Regions from separate parts of the Gossypium hirsutum genome. Here region 1 is linked to region 2. Evidence: chromatin contacts called from public Hi-C data. All regions are on one chromosome and are shown on one strand. Each heading gives the region's core, a stretch centred on a gene start, on an enhancer-like site or on the middle of the called end of the contact. The rest is flanking DNA. Distances are from core to core; before and after follow the strand shown.

What was found. Hi-C and Micro-C count contacts between places; a contact is called where the count stands out from the background.
Region 1: a contact with region 2 is called in a Hi-C map of leaf, with 1.9 times the contacts expected there. The contact joins the promoter of LOC107933786 here to the enhancer-like site in region 2. A contact is called at or near these places in 3 of 34 Hi-C or Micro-C datasets (hypocotyl and leaf).

Annotation. Positions count from the first base shown.
Region 1 is chrA04:68,666,379-68,671,175 of Gossypium_hirsutum_v2.1, reverse strand. It overlaps LOC107933786 (polyubiquitin), which reads right to left and starts at 1,771. Exons shown (of 1, transcript XM_016866070.2): 1 at 1-1,771. The coding sequence starts at 1,493. The coding sequence ends at 120.
Region 2 is chrA04:68,472,996-68,477,156 of Gossypium_hirsutum_v2.1, reverse strand. No RefSeq gene overlaps it. Among protein-coding and RNA genes, the nearest start is that of LOC121228803, 30 kb to the left of the region's middle. Within about 2 kb of position 1,501, at least 3 of the 9 cell types and tissues checked have an H3K27ac peak or open chromatin away from gene starts, as enhancers often do. A contact at or near this core is called in hypocotyl and leaf, where this site is marked.

The DNA.
Region 1 (4,797 bases), core at 522-3,021, 190 kb before region 2:
AAACAGAAGGTTTACTTAGCTTAACATGTTACATTAAGAGATAAGAAAATAGGCACTTTCCTAAAGGCTTATTTGCGACCATCTTAAGCTAGAACAAAGACAAAAGAAGAATTAACTTCTCACTGCCCACCACGGAGACGAAGAACAAGGTGAAGGGTGGACTCTTTCTGAATGTTATAATCAGCTAAAGTCCTCCCATCCTCCAATTGCTTTCCAGCAAAGATGAGCCTTTGCTGATCTGGAGGGATACCTTCCTTGTCCTGAATCTTCGCCTTCACATTATCAATTGTATCCGAACTTTCCACCTCCAATGTGATTGTTTTCCCAGTCAATGTCTTAACGAAAATCTGCATGCCTCCACGAAGCCTCAAAACAAGGTGAAGGGTCGATTCCTTCTGGATGTTATAATCAGCCAAGGTCCTCCCATCCTCAAGCTGCTTCCCTGCAAAGATCAAACGTTGTTGGTCTGGTGGGATCCCTTCCTTGTCTTGAATCTTCGCCTTTACATTGTCGATGGTGTCCGAACTCTCCACCTCTAAGGTGATGGTCTTGCCAGTCAAGGTTTTCACGAAGATCTGCATGCCCCCGCGAAGACGGAGGACGAGGTGGAGGGTGGATTCCTTCTGGATATTATAATCGGCCAAGGTACGGCCATCTTCGAGCTGTTTGCCGGCGAAGATGAGACGCTGCTGGTCTGGTGGGATGCCTTCCTTGTCTTGGATTTTAGACTTGACATTGTCGATGGTGTCGGAGCTCTCGACTTCGAGGGTGATGGTCTTACCGGTTAAGGTTTTGACGAAGATCTGCATACCCCCACGAAGACGGAGGACAAGGTGGAGGGTGGATTCCTTCTGGATGTTGTAATCGGCCAAGGTACGGCCGTCTTCGAGCTGTTTGCCGGCGAAGATGAGACGCTGCTGGTCTGGTGGGATGCCTTCCTTGTCTTGAATTTTAGACTTTACATTATCGATGGTGTCAGAGCTCTCGACTTCGAGGGTGATGGTCTTGCCGGTTAAGGTTTTGACGAAGATCTGCATACCCCCACGAAGACGTAGGACAAGGTGGAGGGTGGATTCCTTCTGGATGTTGTAATCGGCCAAGGTACGGCCATCTTCGAGCTGTTTTCCGGCGAAGATGAGACGCTGCTGGTCTGGTGGGATGCCTTCCTTGTCTTGGATTTTAGACTTCACATTATCGATGGTGTCGGAGCTCTCGACTTCGAGGGTGATGGTCTTGCCGGTTAAGGTTTTGACGAAGATCTGCATACCCCCACGAAGACGGAGGACAAGGTGGAGGGTGGATTCCTTCTGAATGTTGTAATCGGCCAAGGTACGGCCGTCCTCGAGCTGTTTGCCGGCGAAGATGAGACGCTGCTGGTCTGGTGGGATGCCTTCCTTGTCTTGAATTTTAGACTTTACATTATCGATGGTGTCAGAACTCTCAACCTCGAGGGTGATGGTCTTGCCGGTAAGGGTTTTGACGAAGATCTGCATCGTTTGAGAGAGTTGATTGAAAAAAGATTTGAGAAGAGCTTAAATCGGTTTGCGTTGGATGGAGAGAGAGAGGCGGTGAGGCGATGCTTATATAGAAGAGAGGGTGTGGATTTTCTTAGGTTGGAAGGTCTGGAGGAAACGAGAAAATTGCGGTCAGATGAGTCGGCGTGCAGTTTCGTTAGCCACACGGTGCTGTTTCTAAGATTGGCCTAAACAACTTGCTAATTAATTCACGAATCTTCTCGTTTCCTTATCCCCACCTCCTCATCCAACTCCACTAACCAATTTTTTAATTCCAATTATACCTATTTTATTATTATTTACTTGAATAAATATTTTTCACTTAATTATTATAATGTATACTTTGTTTTTTAAAGAATAATATTTGATTCACTTAAACATAATTAAATATTAACTTTAATTATTATAAATAGATATTAATAACTTTCGAGAAATTAGGTTTAGAAATTTAGAGTATAAAATTTTAACATTTATTTATAAGTTTATTATTTTTTATTTTATTTAATGATGATGTGATATATTATTATTTACCGAACATTGCATTAAAGCTTTTTTTTAATATTTTAATTATATGATAAGATTTGAAAGTAAATAAAATACATACAGATATTTTATTACATAATAATTAATTATAATGGTACCCATTTTTTAAAAGAATATAAATATTCTAATATAAAATAAATAAAATGATTAAGATAAAATATGTAGTGTAACAAAAAAAATTATATCATATTTAATATTAAAAAAATTTAAAAGAATTCAAATAAGTTTAGAGATAGCTTATATTAGGATAATTTTAAAAATATATAGTTTTTAGACATAAATAAATTAATGCCACATTATCAATTTTTGAATATTTACAAATATCATTCTATACTCAATCATATATAGAATATATCTGTAATTTAATTAAAATAATTACAATTTTAGGGGAAAACATTGAAACTATATGACGGGAAAAATATAATAAAAAGTAAATAAAGTTTTAAAATTCTTAAATCGATAATTAAAAATAAAAAAACTGATAAAAATCATAAATACAAATTGAAAAAAAACTAAAATCAACCATTAAAAATTTAGAAAAAAAAGAAAAAAATAAAAATTAGAAAAATTATAACCACCATGGTTAGTATTATCAAATTCTGAAATTTGATTAAAAATTTAAAAAATAGGAATTAAAAATTAAAATTAAAAAAGAAAAATATACCTGCCTAAAAATTAAAAGAATTAATTGGCTAAATATAAAACACGATTTGAAAGCAAATAAAAAAACCATTAAATATAAAAAGAACTAAAATGATTTAAAAATTATAAAAGAAGGAAATTTGTTTATTTATTAAATTTATTAATTTTTTATGTAATTTAATTAAAGTTAAATTAAGTTAGAGAAGATATTAAATATAGATAAATATATAATAAAATTTTTATATTTTTAAAAGTTAATAATATGATATTATATTATTGGTGTTTAAAAACTATATATTTATTATCCTTATATAATTTATTTCCAATAAATTAATAACAAATTCTAGCAAATAATTGGCGTTGAGCTTTGCTCTGCAATGGTCTTCTACTAACTTGTCGAATGAAGGGGGTTCTGTTTACAGATTCACAGGCTTTATGTTATGCTATCTACTCCTCTGATTGGTCCGAATATGGCACTATTATAGCTGATTGCAAGGAGATTCTTCGGAATAGGAATGACATAAAATTTCAATGGGTTAGTCGGTCTAGTAATGAAGCAGTACATATGCTTGCGAAAAGTGTCTGTTGCTTTTGGAGCTATATTCCAAGCTGTATTTCAGATTTTATTTAATAAATGTTAGTGATAAGCCCGAATTAAATAATGAACAAAAATGAATAAACGAAATTAGACATAAATATTTTAAGGGAAGAAACTCCTCTAAATAAGATAAAAATCACAGAAAAAAAAGTCTTCACTAAAAACAACAAATAACCAAAGAGGAGTACAAGATAGAGAAACAAAAAAAAAAAAATCCAAACTCAAAATACAAAATTCTTTCGAAATTCCCACAAAACTCTCTTTTAATTATGTTATTAAATCAAGTTCTCTAGTGTTGCTAAAAGCCCAATTTATAGACTGAAATTCGTGGCCTAATCTGATTAAAATATCCTTATAGTTATTAGAGTTTGATTGAAAAAATATAACAAAATTTAACTAGAATAAGAAACTCGATTTAGTAAGAAACATGTTGTCACGTCATGACGTCGTTTATCAACTTATCATGACGTCACTTTATCACTTATAAAACTAATTTTAAATAATTAAGTAACTAAAACAAATTAAAACCATTATTATCTTTATAAATTAATTTGAAAAGAATCATTCAAATTATTATTTTATGCAAACATAAAATGTAAATCAAATAGAAATGTCAAACTAAAAAAATATAATTGATCATATAATTGTACTATTTTGTATCACTTAATTATAAAAAGTAATAAAATTGTCACTTATCAATATAATAAAAATATTTTAAATAGAATTAAAATTAAATAAGTTAATTTAAGACAAAATATGCCAACAAATTAGTGTGGTAACAGAAATTCTTGTGATGGGTCAAGTCCCGAAGTATCGTGTGTCTCAACAGTTAATTGAATTGATGAATTCCCATGTTGGATGAAACTGCAAGGTATAACGTCATTTTTCAAAATCCTTTATAGAAGGACTATTAACGTGTAAGGAAGGGATACGTTTATTTTCCTCTATCTAAAAGGAATTGCATTTTTTCTTTCAGGTCTCTTAACTTTATTTGACTCTTATCCCTTAAAATTTGACCTTGGTTTTTTTTAAAATTAACCTAAATAAATTGATTATTTACGAAAATGATCCAAGTATAAAATCTATGAAAATGACATTTTTTTTATAGTTTATGTTGGTGCGGCAATCTCACCACTTGCACCACCCTCTATCATCTCGTAATTATTATTCGATGATTGTCCGGTCTTTAAAAAAATGGTTGTGGTCAAGCACTTGGATATTGAGTCTTTAGACAAGCCTGTGTTAATGCTCCCAATCCATTTCCCTAGAGCAAGTAGTTCTTAACTGACCAAATCATCCATGTAACAATTCTAAAGCTAGTAGTGTCGGAAACGGTAGTTTCAAAATTTCATTTTTCAATGATCGAGCCCATAAATGTTATTAATTAATATTAATGAGTCAATTATAATATTATATTGAATTTTGATATGATGAATTTGTTAACTGGATAGTTAGTTAAAGTATAAGTGTATCAACCTTAAAGTTAGTGGTGTTGCAAAA
Region 2 (4,161 bases), core at 252-2,751:
CCGAACCACTTCTAAAGTATGTTTTGGGCACCGTAGGCTCGCATTGGGGACTTTATGTTTGAATGCAAATGGTTTTAATTTGGATGAAAATTTATGACTCGGAATTGTATGTTTGTTTGCGATATGACTCCAGTAATGCCTCGTATCCTGTTCCGACATTGAATATAGATAAGGGGTGTTACACTTTGTTGGGTCGATTTTTTAACTTTAGATTTTTAACATTAACAATCTTCTCCCCAACATGCAAATCTTTTGCTTGAAATTTAACTGTGAAAATCTCTCTATATTAATCTTTATTTTATAAGAAACTCTATTACCGAATATGAAACATTTTTAAAAATATTAGAAAAAATCGAACATGACTCATAAATTAGAAAAAGACTTCTAACAAGAAACGTTTTTCTAGAAGTTTTTCTCTCCCAATATTCTTTTTCTTATGAAAAAATTCCGTCACAAAGAAGATGAGACAAACATTTTATCTTGGGACTCTCATAAAATTATTAATTTTCTCAATCATTTAAATTTTAATCGAATGATTATTTTATTTTGAAATAGGCTTTTACTGACATAGTACAGAACTTACCACATCAACAAATATAAAACATTTTTACCATTATACCCAAAATCAACCTATTTTCTCAAAACGATGTATTTCTCTAATTATTTTTTAGAAATGACGTATTTGGCTAATTTCCCTCAATCTAATATAAAATATTCCCAAATGTCGTGGGGCCGAGAGGGATAACAAGGGCACAAGCATCCATGCTAATTTGTTAAATTTATGTAAGGGAAATTATTACATATAATATAGGGCAATTGAAACCAGATCTTGAAATAAAACAAAAGGAAAAACAAAAACAACGTATTTCATGGAACATTTCTTATAAAAAATAAAAATGTGATCAGATCCCCCCTTTTTAAATCCAGAATTTTAAAAAAAACTAATAAATTGGATGAGTGTAAAGATGTCGTTTCTTGTCGGACACAATTATTTATATTTATAAAAAAAACTCATTCCTTTTTTTTTTAGTTCATATTATACTCTCAGACTTGTAATTTTCAAATATCTTTTAAATTTTTTTTTTTAAAAAGTATATGTATATTAGATTTGCGGGTACACTAAAAATTAGTCATTTATGTATACTTTAAATTATATCTTCTTCATTAAAATTTTTAAAAAAAAATATGATATGTCTACTTGTTACATTTTGGTCAATAAGCCATTAACTATTATTGAGTCATGTTATATTATTATTTTTTAACAAAAAATTTAGATTAAAATGACCTTTATATTTTTTATAATATGTCATATTAACTTATTATTACACCTTTAATGATATATAACAGTTTAAATATTAGGTAATTAAAACATAAATAAGTGATTAGATTTGTAAAAAGATTATAATATTTGAAAAACCCAACAAATGAGAATTGGGGTGTGCGTCTCTGCAATTGCATGTGTGTGGAGATGGCAGAGAGAGAGAGAAAGGGCATCGAAGGAAAATCCGAAAGCAAGGAGCCAAAAGCAGTTGAGTCGGCAAACATTTTGCGTTATATTAATTCATGGAATTGTAATTTACAACGCTGTCGGTTTCGATAAAGACAAACGCATTATCAATCCAACTCCCTTGATGTACACTTCCTTTTTTAAATATTCCCATCACGCTTCCAAACTGTTTGTTTTTAAATATTTCATAGTAATTATATTTCTTAATAAAAAAATCAATTAATTTTATTATTATAGATTAAAACAAAACCTATGCATATTTGTGTATTAGAGAAGTTAGCTATATTTGTGGGTTGGTTTTTTTTTAAGAGTAATTTTTTGAAGAATATGGTAAATTCATCTAATTATTAGTAAAAAATAATATTTAATTATTTGATTTTTTTTCTCATCACTAACTATTAAAGGGCTGATGGAGAAATAATGTAATAGCTTTTAAATTTGGCATAATAACAAATTCAATCCTCAATGTTTTTATATTGTTTCAATTTTAGTCTTATTTTTTAAAATTTAACCTTCAACATTTACAATTACATAATTTTATCATATTTTTTATATGAAAATATAATTCAATATAGAATGTGTAAATTAGAAATGGAAACAATTTTTTTTTTAAAATTATGTTTATAATTAAACTAGACAATCCCCACATATATTTTTTCCTTATATTTCAAATCGTTAAAGAGAGAACAAATGAAGACTAAGTCATCTCAATCTCTAGTGTTCAATCCAAGGGCGGGAATAAGAGTATCAAGAGAAGAATGATAAAATGTGAAATTATGATTATGAATTTTTAAGTGTTTTCGCAAATTTTGATTCTTATTTTTGTTCAAAAAATTCTTTTTACTTAATCTTAGTTCAAGATTTTTAAAAAGTTATTCAAATTTCAAGTCACTAAGAACTCGTCCTTAAAGGGTCTATTAAAGCTATTAATTGAGTTTATTAGGAAATCTTTCATGGAAATTCAATTGAACGCTTAGTCACATTCCATCCGCTTTTATCTTTCCATCAATTTTGGTCTTCTTGTTTTCTTTCATTCTATCATTATTACTTGTGTTTCTCATCTTCTCTTTGTTGTTTTCAGGTCTTAAAACACCCTTACTTGCTGTCCAAACCGTAGGACTTAATTTAGAGGCTCCAGATTTAATTAAAAAAAAAATCTTCTAAAGTTCGAAACAACTTTAAATCCTCTTGGGATTATGTGGGTGTTGCTCCTAGATCACGGTTTAATAACAACAATCTCATTTGATAATACGAAAACCTTAACATATCAATGTAAAAAAAAAACTATTAAGTTTTTTTTACCAAAAATTGTAGTTTTTAAAAGAAAATTAAGAAAATTAAGAAATTTAATCATTTTGGTACAAATTTTAATTTTTTTTCCATGAGATTTTTTTTCATTTTTTTTAAAACTTTACTTTTTTTGGAATTTTTTGAATTTTTAGAATTATTTCACATCAAGAGACATGATATTTTTCTATCCTGCCATGTCGTCATTGACTTTTGATATTTGTCAATGGACCAAAGCGATAAAAATGAAGAATTTGGTGACTATTTTTTATCAGTTTTTAAGAGGTTATGGACAATTTTGAAGGTTAGTGTTGATGTGAACTTTGAATCCATTTTCATCACATATCGTTTATCTTTTATACATAAATCTTAAATTTGATCTGACTTTAAAAAAATGAAAATTGATAACTAAATATTGGTTTTGTGAAATCCTCCAATATATATATATATATATATATGATGTGATACTTTATTTAAGTAGAATTTAGATGAACGGTTAGGCGCGATATAATGTGTTTAATTTATTTATTTTATCTTATACTATAATATTTAACCTTATTATTATTATTATTTTTACATTAACTTACTGTTGATCCAAACTAAGCTTTAAATAAATTTTTTTAGATGGAGGATGAGATTAGATTTCTACATAATTACAATATAACATTTTCTGATATGACTTGGGAAAATAATAATTATGGAGGTCTACTGAGTATGACAATTTTAAGATTTAATAAATAATAGCCCCCACGTTTTTCACCATGCCATGCATGCTTCATTGAATAGTAGGGAGGAAAAGGTTCATCCCATCTATATCTCATATACCACAAATAATGAAAAGGAATTTATTTAATTGAAGTCTGATTTCCTAACTAATTAATTTCATCAAGAATTTATTTATATTTAGTATTTTAATAATTATGATTTTTTATAAATGTAATAAGTACAAGTATAAGTTCAAACAATTACAGATATTAAATTAATATAAATAAATTATCTGAATAACCACAAAATATAATTAAATTATTACAATATAAACATATTATAATATGATTCAATCTAAATTAAAACTAGAGATGTAGACGTATAATTCTTCAAAATTTCTTATCATAAGTTGCACATCCAACATGTGATGCTCGCATTGTGGGACCCTGGACCCAAGTTTTGGGAACTGGGTCATAAGGAATTAGATGCTTCACGTATATATTACCTTATTGAAAATGAAATCCAAGAATTTTGATTAAATTTCAAAATAAGTAAATATTAGTAGTTCATAATTGAATTACATTTATTACAATTGAAAATATCTTCCAATCACTAGTGTTTTGATTCAAACAACACTTCGACAACCCAAACTGAAAATTAAA